Linked DNA regions of Mus musculus: region 1 is linked to region 2. Evidence: chromatin contacts called from public HiChIP or PLAC-seq data. All regions are on one chromosome and are shown on one strand. The core of a region is the stretch at or near the end of the contact, and the rest is flanking DNA. Distances in the headings are between cores, read along the strand shown.

Region 1 (6,939 bases), core at 2,731-5,230, 160 kb before region 2:
AAACCCCAGCACTTGGGAGACTGTGGCAGGAGGATGAAAAGTTCCAGGAAACTGGGCCTGTGAATGGGTCCACAATAAATACCTGTCCCACAAGCCTGACAGCCTGAGTTTAGTCCCTGACAGGAAGAGAACCAGGATCAATTCTACAAAGTTGTTCCCCATAATCACCTCTACACACATAATCACATACGTACCTATACAACAATGATAAATAAAGATAAAAAGCACTCAAGGTCATATTTGGCTACATACTAGTAGGTTTGAGGCCAGGCTGGGTTACAGGAGACCTTGTCTCAAAGAAAAAAAAAATGTAATAAAAAATGATCACTTTGTGGTCACTGTTAAATAAAATGAGGATAATTTGAACAGTGAAGTGTGTTGACACTACGAGTCTCTTGCACAGATAGATGCTTACTAAAGGACTGACAGGCAGGTATTGTATACAGCATGGATACACTAGACACAAGGATGATTAAGCCTAAATGCTACAGTCTGAAACTTCATCACACCACCCAGAATGGTGTACAATTTAAAACTTTCCAGCCGGGCGTAGTGGCGCACGCCTTTAATCCCAGCACTCAGGAGGCAGAGGCAGACGGATTTCTGAGTTCGAGGCCAGCCTGGTCTACAAAGTGAGCTCCAGGACAGCCAGGGCTATACAGAGAAACCCTGTCTCAAAAAAACAAACAAAACAAAACAAAACAAAACAAATAAAACTTTCCGGCTGGAGAGATGGCTCAGCGGTTAAGAGCACTGACTGCTCTTTTGAAGGTCCTGAGTTCAAATTCCAGCAACCACATGGTGGCTCACAACCATCTGTAATGAGATCTGATGCCCTCTTCTGCTGTGTCTGAAGACAGTTACAGTGTACTTGTTTATAATAATAAATAAATCTTTGGGCTGGAGCAAGCAGAGGTCCTAAATTCAATTCCCAGCAACGACATGATGGCTCACAGCCATCTGTACAGCCATAGTGTACTCATATAATAAATAAATAAATAAATAAATAAATAAATCTTTAAAATAATAAATAAATAAAACTTTCAAACTATTAGCTTCTGGAATTTTCCATGTGATATTTTCTGACTGGAATTGAACACAGGTAACAGAAACCATGGAAACCAAGGATAAATGGGGAAGCTATTAACAAAGCCAAATCTAGAGGCAGCATGGGAGAGATGGGACTCTGAATGATATAGAAAAACCCCGAAGGATGGAAAGCAGACGATTTTTAGGTAGTGCACTGTCTAGAGACAGGAGTGTGTGCTGTTAGGAAAAGATGTTGTCAATGCAGCCATTTGCAGAAGTCCCTCCATTGCCTCCCTATGCTGTGCCTTCTAGAATCAAGCAACAGCCACACAATGCCAACCTATCTGGGGAAACACAGCTAACTGGTCACAGAAGGTCAGTAGCTATCAACCGGGAAGGTTGGGGGACAGGGGTCATGTCAGAAAGGCAGCTGGGAAGAGCCCCAGTTCCTCTGTCTCTTCTGTAAACAGTAGGCACAGGATCACCCACTACCCATTCTGTCAGCTTGTTGGCCAACAGGTGTTCAGTCATGTAAAAGTTTCTTTTAGGGCTGGTGAGATGGCTCAGTGGGTAAGAGCACCCGACTGCTCTTCCAAAGGTCTGGAGTTCAAATCCCAGCAACCACATGGTGGCTCACAACCATCTGTAACAAGATCTGACGCCCTCTTCTGGAGCGTCTGAAGACAGCTATAGTGTACTTACACATAATAAATAAATAAATCTTTAAAAAAAAAAGTTTCTTTTATTCTCCTGGTAATAATTGTTGTCTACCGGGCAGTGGTGGCGCACGCCTTTAATCCCAGCACTGTCTGTTTCCTTCCCAGATTAACCATAGACGTTTGAATGTGAATCGAAGAAGGAGCTGGTCTGCTGAGCAGCTAGCAGACTACAAAGGCTGAGGGAAGATGACGGTTTATTTGGCCAAAGCAATGGCATACACTGAGCCAGGCACATGGAGGCCATTTTGTTATGGTAGTGGGGTGTGTTTATGTGTATTTGTATTTGTGTAGAAGTGGGAAGTGTAGATCTGTGTGTCTCTGTAGGTCAGTGTATGTATGTCTGCTTGCAGAGAGATGTGTGTGGTAGTTCGGGACACTGGAATTCTCTGTGTACCTGTGTATATCTCTTTGCATGTCTGTTGTTCCGACTAAATATTACACTATAGCTATTCTACTGTCAAGGTAGATCACACAGATAGGTATGTGGTTGTGTTGTGAATTGAATGTGCTACAAGTTTAAACTTTCATTTTTAATTTTTAAAGTTTATTTTATGTATGAGTGTTCTGCCTGTATATTATGTACCGTGACAGTGCAGTGCCCACAAAGGCCAGAAGGGGGTGCTAGATCCCATGGTTGTGAACTACTATATGGGTGCTAGGAATCACTGGTCCTCCCGGTGGAACAGAGGTTGTGAGTGCTCTTAACCTCTGAGCCACTTCTTCCAGGCCCCAAACTAGCATTTTAAAGAGTCAACAATTTGTGATACACAGAGAAGTGTAGAGCCAGGACTTCAGGTTAAAATAAATGTTCTTTTCCTGACTCACACACTTGATAATTAATTCTTTTGTTGGTTGTTTGTTGGCTTTTTTGAAACAAAGTTTCTCTATGATGTGGCCCTGGCTGTCCTGAAACTCACTCTGTAGAACAGACTGGACTCCAACTCAGAGATCCACCTGCCTCTGCCTCCTGAGTGCGGGGATTAAAGACGTGCAACACCACTAGCCAGAAAAAACAAGTTCTTTATTTTAGAAATTGTTTTTTTGAATAACCCAGTTTGTGCTCCCCACATACCCATGGGGATGGGACATGCACTGGAGCATGATCAACCTGCCAAGCACAACAGCCTTAGAGAAAACTGTCTCGAGTCAGGCGGTGGTGGAACATGCCTTTAGTCCCAGGACTCAGGAGGCATGAGGCGGTGGATCTCTGAGTTATGGACCAGTTTGTTCTGCCGAGCTAGTTCCATGACAGCCAGAGAAAATACCAAAAACAAACGAACGAAGGAGGGGGAGGAGGAAGAAAAGGAGGAGGGGGAGGAGGAAGAGAAAAGAAAACTGATCCTCCTCCAGCAGCCATTAACTGTCAATAGTGCCTCAGTTAAGGGTCGGGGCACATCCTCAACCTTTATATTTTGATAAAGGGCTGCTCACTGAATCTCAGTAATTCAGCTGGACTGGCTGACCAGTGAGCTTCAGGGGCCTCCTTGTTTGTGTCCACCTAAGTCTGGGGTTACAGGCATGCATGGCCATGCCTATATTTTTATGTTTTTATGTGGGTCTATGATCCAAACTCAGGACCTGTGACTGCTGGCTCAGTAGTTTAAGCATTTAGTGCACCTGCAGTGGACTCAGGGTCAGTTTCCAGATCCACGTGGTGGCTCACCACTGTCTGTAACTTAAGCTCCAAGAGAGCTACCCGCTCTTCTCCAGGTATGCATGAGGTGCACATACATATGTGCCAGCAAAACATACACATAAAAAAAATCTAAAAATAAAATTGTAAGCAGGATTAAGAAATAGAAGACGGATTAACAATAGAATGTTCTTCCAGTGACTTTGATATATATTTGTGTGAATTAGGTCGAGAGATAAGCTATATCTCTTCTATCTAATAAAGACTATAGTAAATAAGGAAATAAGTAAACCAAATACTCTCAGGCACCCAAGAGCTTTAACCTGTGCTATAAGTACCCCTGAGGGAGTAAGGGTGTGGTGGGCAGGGTGCGCGTCAGAAGGTTTGGAGTGGCAGCTGTCACTCAGAATAGCCTCCAGGTCACAAGGCTCTTGGAAGCTGCAGAGTGTGTGGCCCTAAGGCAGCCAAGCCCCAGCTGTCCCCAGCAGCTGCCATGCTCAGCAGTGGGGGAAGGGCAGCCATGTGCCTCTGGGGCTTAGCACACTCCTGCCCCTCATGGTGCTCCCTGGCCAGCTCTCCCACAGGCCACCTCTGCTATAGCTGCGACCAGGACTTGCAGAGTCATTGCTGAGACCTGATATGGAGGAGACTCTGACTGCCAAGGACATTAATAGGACAATTGACAAAATGCAAATGGGTTCCGAGAACCAGGTGTTCGTGACTTAGCACTGTGAATCTCTTGACTGTTTTAAATAGTAGGAGAAAATGTCCTTGTGTGGGAAAAACAGGTATTAAGTATGCGGGATCAGGCAGGGGTGTCTTGTCAACAAGTTATTTTCAAGTGACTTGAGACAAGCTTACTAAAAATTTGCTTCTGGGGGCTGGTGAGGTGGCTCAGCGGTTAAGAGCACTGGCTGCTCTTCCATAGCTCAATTCCCACCACTCACCTGATGGCTTACAACCATCCATAAAGGGGTCTGATGCCCTCTTCTGGTATGCAGGTACATGCAGACAGAATACTCATACAATTTAAAAAAAAAATGCTTCTGGCTACTCTGCAACTTCATAATTGTTTCAAAATAAAAGACAAAAATCATAGCCGGGCGTGGTGGAGCACACCTTTAATCCCAGCACTCAGAAGGCAGAGGCAGGTGGATTTCTGAGTTCGAGGCCAGCCTGGTCTACAAAGTGAGTTCCAGGACAGCCAGGACTATACAGAGAAATCCTGTCTTGAAAAACCAAAACCAAAACCAAAACCAAAAACAAACAAACCACCACCACCACCACCACCACCACCAACAACAACAACAAACTTTCAAAGGTCCTGAGTTCAATTCCCAGTAACCACATGGTGGCCCACAATCACCTGTAAAGGGATCTGATGCCCTCTTCTGGTGTGTCTGAAGAGAGCAATGGTGAATAATTAACTAAATAAAATAAATAAATAATTCTTTTTTTAAAAATCATTCCATAGATGCCCTACATGTAAACGCATAGTCACATAATGAAACGTGGCTGTATCAACCCATTAAGACAAATAGTGTGCCAAAATATTGGTGCAGAGATGTTGTAATACTAAAAATGAAAAATCAGTTTACAAAACCCTTATCTTTAAATTTTCCTTTCCATAGCAGCCGGTTTTTCTTGGCGGTGACCAAACACTTGACAAACAAATCAGAGGAGGAAGGGGTTTGGCTTGCAGTTTGAGGATCTTCTGTCCATCACGGACGGGAATGCGTTACAAGTGGTGGCACCATGGTGGCCAGAGAGTAACTGAAGCCTCATACCTTAGAACAGGAAGTAGAGAACAGACAGGAAGTGGGCCCGAACAATTCTCCTTAACTACCCCTAACAGCCAATCACAGGCCACAAAGCCTTTCATTCCCCTTTGCCCATCCCCTTCCCTGTTCTGTAACTACCCCAGCCTATGAGTGGACTGCAAGCTCTGGGGGTCCTAGACTTGAGAGTGTGCCTCCATAGTCTCTCCCTGGATAAACCCCAGTCTCCAGGAGAGCAGCCTTTGCTCCTGTCTCTTTTTCTTCTGGCTAATTTTACAGTTATTATTTATTTCCAAATCTTGAGATTATGGGTATTGGCATCAGGACCTCTGAAACCTGTGACATCACATAGGTGGGACCCGCAGACCTGTTGCCAAGACAACAGCCACTATATTCCCAGAATCCACTTGGCTCACCTCCCACCTTTACCTGTGTTATGTCATTACCCATATACATAAAGAAAGCCCCTCCCCTGATCTCTCTCTCTCTCTTCCCCCCTTCTCTTTCTGCCACTACCTTGTCCCTCTCTCTCTCAATAAACCTCTTACACATGGAACTGTTATGGCCTGGTGTGCTAGGTTCAGACTCGAGCCACTATTATAACACATCAATGGGTGTTCTTTGGCTTGTTTCCTTGTTTGTTTCTCTTGGCTATTGGTATTTCCTAAATTTTCTTTCTTTTTTTAATCTATTTTTTATGTATATGATTGTTTTGCCTGCATGTATGTCTGTGCCCTATGTGTGTGCCTGGTATCTGCAGATGCAAGAAAAGGCTATCAGATCCCCTAGATCTGGAGTTACAGTCAGTTGTAAGGTACCATGTAGATGCTGGAAAGTGAATCCAGGTCCTCTAGAACAGTCAGTGCTCTTACCCACTGAGCCATCTCTCCATCACTTTCCTAAATTTTCACAATGAAGAGGTATATGCCTAATTTGAGTGTGTGTGTGTGTGTGTGTGTGTGTGTGTGTGTGTGCATGCGGGAATCAAACTCAAGCATTTGGTGAAGTGACACCATAACCAAGAAAACTCATAAAATGAAGCATTTAATTGGGGATTACTTACAGTGTCATAGGCTTAGTCCGTGACCATCATACACTTGCTGCAGGGAGCAGGGCAGCAGACAGGCAGGCATGGAACTGGAGCAGTAACTGAGACCCTATATTCAGATCCACAGGCAGCAGGCAGAGAGTGAGCCAGATTGGACAAGGTGTGGGTTTTTGAAACCTCAAAGCCCCTCCTACTCCCAGTGACACACCATCTCCAAAAAGGCCATTACCCCTAATCCTTCCCAAACAGTTCCACCAAGTGGGGATCAAATATACGAACATCTGAGCCTATGGAGGACATTCTCATTCGAATCACCACAGGAAGGAAGTACCCCACACTGAAAGACACCCCAGACCATATGTGGTGGTTCAAATATGCTTGGCCCAGGGAGTGGCACTATTTGGAAGTGTGGCCTTATTGGAATAGGTGTGGCCTTGCTGGAGAAAGCATCTTACTGTGGGGGTGAGCAATGAGACCCTCCTCCTACTCATGTGGGAGCCAGTCTTCTCCTAGCAGCCTTCAGTTGAAGATGTAGAACTTTTGGCCCCTCCTACACCATGCCTGCCTAGATGCTGCCATGCTCCCACCTTGAAGATAAGGGACTAAGCCTCTAAACCTATAAGCCAGCCCCAATTAAATGTTATGCTTACAAGAGTTGCATTGGTCATGGTGTCTGTTCATAGCTGTAAAACCCTAACTAAGACGGTATAGTAAAAAGAAATCTTATTTATA
Region 2 (6,898 bases), core at 2,992-5,491:
ACTTGTTTTTCAGTCAAGGCTAGCTTTGAACTCACAGAGATCCACCTGGCTCTGCCTCCTGAGTGCTGGAATCAAAGGCATGCACCTCCATGTTTGGCTTTTACATTTCTTTAAATTTAATTCATTTATTTGTGTGGTAGGGAGCACATGCCACAGTGTGTGTGTGTGTGTGTGTGTGTGTGTGTGTGTGTCTGTGTGTGTAGGTCAGAGGACAACTTGCAGAAGTCAGTTCTCTTCTACCATATGAGCCTTGGGGATTCAACTCAGATCAACTCTGGTGGAAAGCACCTTTAGGTATTCGTTTCATTGTTCTAGGTAGGATCTTGGGCTATTTATTTATTTTGTGCTGTGCTCACTGCTGTGATGAAATCCTAAGGTAGATGCCTAAAGGAAGAAAAGGTTTTGGTTCCTGGTTTTTGAGTTTTATGATGTGGTGACTTGGCCACATTTTTTAGGCTTGTGTGAGTCATGCTTCTATGTATGTTTATGTGTGTGCACACATGTGCAGGGGTGAATGTGATGGCCAGAGGCCATGTTAAGTACTTCTTCTTTCACTCTCTTTTTTATTCTTTGTTCCCTTTCTCTCTCTCTCTCTCTCTCTCTCTCTCTCTCTCTCTCTCTCTCTCTCTCCCTCCCTCCCTCCCTCCCTCCCTCCCTCCCTTCCTTCCTTCCTTTCTTCCTTTCTTCCTTTCTTCCTTTCATTTTTCAGACAGGCTTTCTCATTGGCGTGGAACTCCCTCACTTGGCAAGACTGGCCGACTGGCTGGCAAACCCCATAGACCCTCCTGCCCTCTCTCTTCTCACCAAGCACTAGGATTACAGGAATAATCCCACACTGTGGGTTTTGTTGATTAAAACAATCAACATGGGCACCGGGGATCAGAACTCAGGTCCTGGTGGCAAGAAGGGGCCATCTCCCCAGCCCCAGCTGTCCTGGTGTTTTGAGCCAGTCTTGCTGTGTAGCTTAGTCTCTCCTCAAACTCACAGTCCTTCTGACTCAGCTTCCCACAGTGTTTCTGAAGATCACCTTTGCTTGATCGAGTATCCTCCCTTGTTGAAAATCATTTGTACACACGGGTTTGTTTCTGATCCGTCACTTCTATTCCCTAGGTATTTAGATCTTTAGACTGTGCCACATGGGTTTGAGTACTGCGGGTTTGTAGTGTGTTTTGAAATCAGAAGTATGAGTCTTTATGTTTCATCCCCCTGACCCTCTTTCTTTTCAGAATTATTTTGGCTATTTGGGATCAAGTATTTAGCCCCTTGCAATCTAATGTTTAAATTGGAGGATTGACTGGTACTTTTCTGCAAAATTAAAAAACAAGGAAAAAGGAAAAGAGGCAGCTGGATTTTGACAGGGATTGCAATGTCTATAGGTTACACATTGCTCTCTTGATAGACTTAAGATTTCTGACCATGAACACTGCATCTCTCTCCACTCATGTGTGTCTTCTTCAGTCATTTGCCATGTTCTGTGGTGTCTAAGCCTTTGACTCCCTCAGTTTGTTTTTAAATATTTTGAGGGCAGTGCTTCTGTAAGTCATTCATTGATGGTGCCTGTTTGTTTTCTTTTCTCCTTCTGTGTTAGACATTGAGCCTAGGGCCTTGTGTATACTAGAAAAATACTCTACTACTGAGCAACACCCAGCACCATTTCTTGCCCTTTTAGTTATTTTCATAATCCCTTATAACATGTAGTAACTGGATTTTCAGAGTCCCTCATGTGCAGAGGGCCACCTGACCCAGCCCCCTTTGGGTTTTATGCACACGTGGTGTGGCACACCCATATGCTGAGTACACAATCTATACCCTCATACCTTTGGGTTGCCATCTTCTTTTGTGACCATCAGCTTTTCTGAGTCCCTGTGCCAGATGCAGGGTTTGGGAATTTCTGTATGTGTGGGACTCCTCTTGTATCATGTGTACTGCCCTCTTGAGCAGCTCTCCACCTCCTTCCTTGTATCCTTTCCCCTCATCACCATCCTCCTGGTGCTTGATTTTGGGGCTGAAGCCATGTTGGGGACCCCTGCCCTCAAGACTTAGGCTGGTGGTGTTTTGGAGCTGCACCAGGTGCTCCATGCAGGTGCTCCATGCAGGTGCTCCATGCAGGTGCTCCATGCAGGCAGTGTGTGGCTTCACCAGTGTACCGGCTGAGAGCTTGGTAGGTTACTCCCTTTAGGTGGACAAACAAGCTAAAGCTTAGTGGGTTCAGATGGCCTGGTCAGCACAACAGAGTACATGCAGCAGGTATGTCAGGTCCCTGCCATAGTGTGCCTCTAGCCACCAATAACAGTGACGGGAGACCCTAGGGCTGAGCGCAGGATCCCATCAGGCAAGGAAGAGGACACTAGAAACATTATGGAGAGGTGGTGCCAGGAGTCAGAGCTAGGCAAAGCCTAGTTGTGTTGGCCCAAGAGGCTGTAGAAGTGCTACAGGGGCAGGCCTAGACATGACTAGAGATGGTTTTTTGAGGGGGAGATGTTCAGGGATCCAAGGACCTTCCAGGGATTCCAAGTCCTGAGCTAAACTAGTCTTGGTTCCCTTCTCATCTCTTCTGTGCTTCTTTAAGGTTAAAGGCTCAGTTGAGGATAGGGAAGGAGCTACCTGACCAGACCGCCTTTGATGGAGAGACAGTGAGAGTATAGATGCTACAGGGGCAGGACACGGAGAACGGCTGCCCAAACTGTCTGTCTGTGTGAGGTACAGGCTTCCCTGCCATACAGGAACTAACAGGACAGTAGCCCAGATTTGGTATGTGTGCTGGATAGGGCTGTGTCCTCAGGAGTTCTCTCTGGGTGTGTGCTTCCAGAGCTGGTCCCACACGTGGTCCATTTGGAGTGTGGAGTGCAGGATGGGTAGCCCTGGTGGAGAATATAAGGCCCTACTTACTCTTATACACAATACTGGGCCAGGCAGAGGCCAATGTTCAGGCAAGTGTGAACATTTGAATGAGGGCCACTCTGCCCCACCTGGGCTGCCAGGCTGTAGCAAAGACCCTGGCCCAATACTCTAACAGTGTGGTGGTGGTAGTGACCTCTGCAGCAGATGAGCATTCAGACTGAAGACCTGTGTGGCTCAGTGATGTTGGCTCTCCATTTTCCTTCCCCTTAGGAAATCCCGTTAGGCAGTTTTTTGCATCCCTGTGAGACTTGGACAAGCATGCAGGGCAGGTGGGAGATACTCATGGGAATGCAGGTTGGCTACAAGGCCCTGTTGTGGGACAGCGGGACCTTTTGGCGAGCCCTACCCCATGACTGACTGGCATAGCTGGGAAAAGAACAAACGCTGACTCGGAATCTAGGCCTGTCTCTTTATGGAAAGAACTGGGAACTGGAGTTCTGAGACCCTTGCTGTCCCGGGACAGTCGAGAATCTGTACTTTGAGCCAGTCTGTCTTCGAGAACACACTGAGGAAGGGATGCACATTCCTCTAGTGTGAAGACCTGTCACCGTGAGTGCCTCTGCTGTCTCTGCCTCAGAGTGGACAGAATTCTGCGACCCTCCACCCAGCTGCCTGTGACAGGTGCTATAGGACCGCCCCCTGGGAGCAGCCTTTCCTGCTCATGCTTTGCATGTGGCTCTGGCCACCTCTAATGCTGCCCTGACCTTGCAGCAACTCCCTAGTGGCCCTTGGGTAGGAGACTGCTCAGAAGAAACCAGCCAATCAGGCCCCCTGAATCATAGCCCCACTGCTGGTGCTGACAAAATCAAATGCTGGAGGGCAGTCTGTGAGAAGTCCCTGCCACCTTGGCAGGCCTGGAGACTACACATTGTGCACAGTGGTTCCTGACCCACAGCTGCACACAAGCATCTGCACAGGCCATGCTTAGAGTCAGGAGGCAGAGTGGTAACTTGGCACCTTATCTGTCTGTCTGTCTAGGTAGCCGCATTTCCTGGATCGAGGAGGGATGACAGCCTGGGTTGAATGGTAGAGGCTCAGGGAGAGCAATAATGCCCCAGTAGCAGAGAGATCACCCAGGAAGATGTCTCCTCCTGCCATCCTGTGTGCCCTTTTGGAAGGTCTGAGCCTGCCAGGCCCCATTCCTGCCTTGAACCCACCAGTGTTATTTGGAGAGTGGAGACTGTAGCTGCCTTTGGCATTGAGGCTCTCGTGGTACAGTGTGACCCACTTGCCCCAGCCTGTGTGTGACTGACCCGTGGTCTCCCAGCACTCTTCTGTCACTGATGCCTGCCTGGCCTCCTGGGTCTGTCCCCTGCCTGTTGGGGGTTGTGATCGGGCCTTGGCATTGTGCTGTCCGGATTGGAGCTAACCCAGCAGTTTGGCAATTTCCGTGGTGATTCCCTATGGCCTGGTAGCAGTCTTCTTTTTGAGCCTTATCTATCCCATTCTGAGCCACAGCTGGAGTGGGTCCCAGCAGCCCTGCAGGATAGAGGGGGGCAGCTCTGGGTATGCTCGTGTCAGACCTGGAGAACTCAGCTCTAGTCTGGAGCTGTGAGAAATGACTGCTTGGAGACCAGAGAGATTACTCAGTGGTTGAGAACTTGTGCTGTTCTTGCAGAGGACCCAGCACCCATGTTGGTGATTCATGATCACTTATAACTCCTGCTCCAGGACATCCAACACCATCTTCTGGAATCCATGGGCATCTGTGCTCACGTACATGCCCACACAGAGAGACAGGCACATATAAGTTTAATTTTAAAAAAACAGATACAAATCTAATAAGAACCAAAGCAAGAAAGACAGAAGGAAGGGTATATGGACTGCCTGGGCCAGATGCGGCCCTTCTCAACGTTTGACACAAAGCCAGGCAAGTTTGAGAATAACTGAGTGTCACAGGAGCAGAGCCAGCCAGCTAGACTGAAGGCTTTCCCCTTTCACCTCTTGAATGCTAATGCTTAATGAGGCCCTGAAGGCAGTCCTGGGAGTGGCCTAATGGGATTTACGGTCAGGGATATCCTTGGCAACTTGTGGATCTGTTAGGGTACTGAGAGCATGAAAGTGCTTTCAGGGGCCCTGGACCCCAGGGCTGGAGCTTTTGCCTTGCACCTCCTGCCCCTCGAATCTTCTTTCAGTTCCTCTCACAAGCACCATATCATCTGCAGAGCTGGGGAAGGATCTGAGAGCAGGTTCAAGTGTGGAGGCAGCAGCTTTAAACAGAGCATTTGTGTTCAAGGTGAGAAACTTTCTAATAATTGAAACTGGCCCCCAGGGGAGCCCATGTAGAGAAATGATGTCTGTGGTAAACAAGGGCTGCTCGGTTTTGTGCTGCTGATGTTCTGGACTGCAGACTGTTCGGGGGTGGGGCCTGGCCTGTGCACTGTAGTCTGTGTAGTCCTGGTCTCCATCCTGCAGATGCCGGGGCCGGGGGGGGGGGGGGGCGGGGGGACGACACACCTCGAGCTGCGATAAACTAAACACCTTCAGCCATTACCACGTGTTCTGAGGCACGCACAGCAGCATCCAGTGACAGGCCAAACCCCAGCCCAACGCATTCTCTGTCACCTTGAGCCTCTGCAGTGCTGCCTGCTCAGTAGAGACTGAGCCTGGCCACTTCAGTGCATGCTGGCAGGTGTGTGGAAGGATACAGCACCTCAGGTCGTCAAATGAGCACAGGCCATGCTGATTTTCCTATATCCTGGCAGTTGAACGTTTGATCTCTCAGTTGCTATAGTTTTACTCTGCGGTTGCTGAGTACTTCCATTCATTCAACGTTCAAATCCTTCTTCCCCAGAGCTGTGGCATCCTACCCACAGTCGAATCTTTTCTCATGACACAGAAGCAGCAGGCTCCACCTGAATGTCGTTTGGGAAGAGCACCCTTGTCTGGGCTACCTGTTTCTACCTGTTCATTGTGTCCCTTCTTTGTTTGAACCCTGCCCGCTGCAAGGTCAAAACACGATTGTTCTTTTAAAAATCCTATCCAATTTCCACCTTTCTCTTGCTAAGACTGGGTCTCTTGTAGTCCAGGCTGGCCTTGAACTCGCCCTATAGTGAGTTGAATTTTTTTTTTTTTCCTGGCCCTTCTGCCTTTGCCTCCCAAGAGCTGAGATTAAAGGCAAGTGCCATCAGGCCCCAAGCATGCAAAACCAGCTCTCAGCCAGCTGAGACACAGGCAGGCCCTTGTACACTTTTAAGGTCAGAGTTGCTTTAGATTTGCAGAAAAGCTGTGTGCACAGCACTCAGTTTCACTGAATGTTTATACCCTCCATCCCCAGGATAGGAGCCACACTGATCACTGTCACCCATGCTGGGCTTGCTCACTCCATAGCCCTCTTCATAGGCTCTCTTTCTGCTAACACCACCCTGGAAGCTAAATTGTTCTGGTATTCTCTGCCCTTCTGGCTGTCATGGTGACCTCCTTGTCTCTTTCAAATGTCCTATGACTCTGGAAGGTGAGACAGCTGTGTGGGCTGGATTGAAGAATCCCTTTGACTTTGAGGGGCTGCTTCCCTCCAGGTAGCCTAACACACCTGTGTGACACCTTGACAGCTCATGGGGCCACCTTAGACCATCCAGGTGGTAAGCTGCTGTGGCCAGAGGAGGGATCCAGTGGCACTTGGTGGGTATCATGGTGCTGCCATGGTGTGCATGACAGGTACACACACACCCCTGATCTGCTGAGATGCAAGTCATGAATCCACTCTCTCCCCTGTAAGCGCCTGGTCCTACCAGTGGCCATGATGACAGTTTATGGGCCTAGGTAATTTTCCTACTCAGTTTCTTGTGCATCTCACTTTCTAGACAGGAGAGGAATTAATTAACTCTGTGGATCTGTGGTGTCTCATGTGGTCAAAGTTGGGCTCTAGGACACTTTGGTTTGGCTGCAGCTCTCCTTTGGGTGTAAATTTACTGTGCCACAGGACCTAAAGCCTGCACCCTCTGAACCAGATGCTTGGGCAGGGGATGAGCAGTAGCTGTCTTTGGAGCATTTGGTC

What was found. HiChIP or PLAC-seq counts read pairs in DNA pulled down with a chosen protein or histone mark.
Region 1: an H3K27ac HiChIP or PLAC-seq map of embryonic stem cells shows a contact between it and region 2, with 2.9 times the contacts expected there. The contact joins two enhancer-like sites. A contact is called at or near these places in 1 of 15 datasets of contacts at CTCF or cohesin (large pre-B cells), 2 of 484 Hi-C or Micro-C datasets (embryonic stem cells and stem cell-derived neural progenitor cells), 21 of 115 datasets of contacts at active chromatin or transcription factors (double positive thymocytes, embryonic forebrain, embryonic hindbrain and 8 more) and 3 of 9 other capture datasets (adipose tissue, embryonic stem cells and liver).

What each region holds. Positions count from the first base shown.
Region 1 is chr13:49,017,327-49,024,265 of GRCm38.p6, reverse strand. No RefSeq gene overlaps it. Among named protein-coding and RNA genes, the nearest start is that of Fam120aos, 53 kb to the right of the region's middle. Within about 2 kb of position 3,980, at least 40 of the 459 cell types and tissues checked have an H3K27ac peak or open chromatin away from gene starts, as enhancers often do.
Region 2 is chr13:48,855,649-48,862,546 of GRCm38.p6, reverse strand. All of the region lies in intron 1 of Phf2 (PHD finger protein 2), which reads left to right. Among named protein-coding and RNA genes, the nearest start is that of Phf2, 12 kb to the left of the region's middle. Within about 2 kb of position 4,241, at least 78 of the 459 cell types and tissues checked have an H3K27ac peak or open chromatin away from gene starts, as enhancers often do.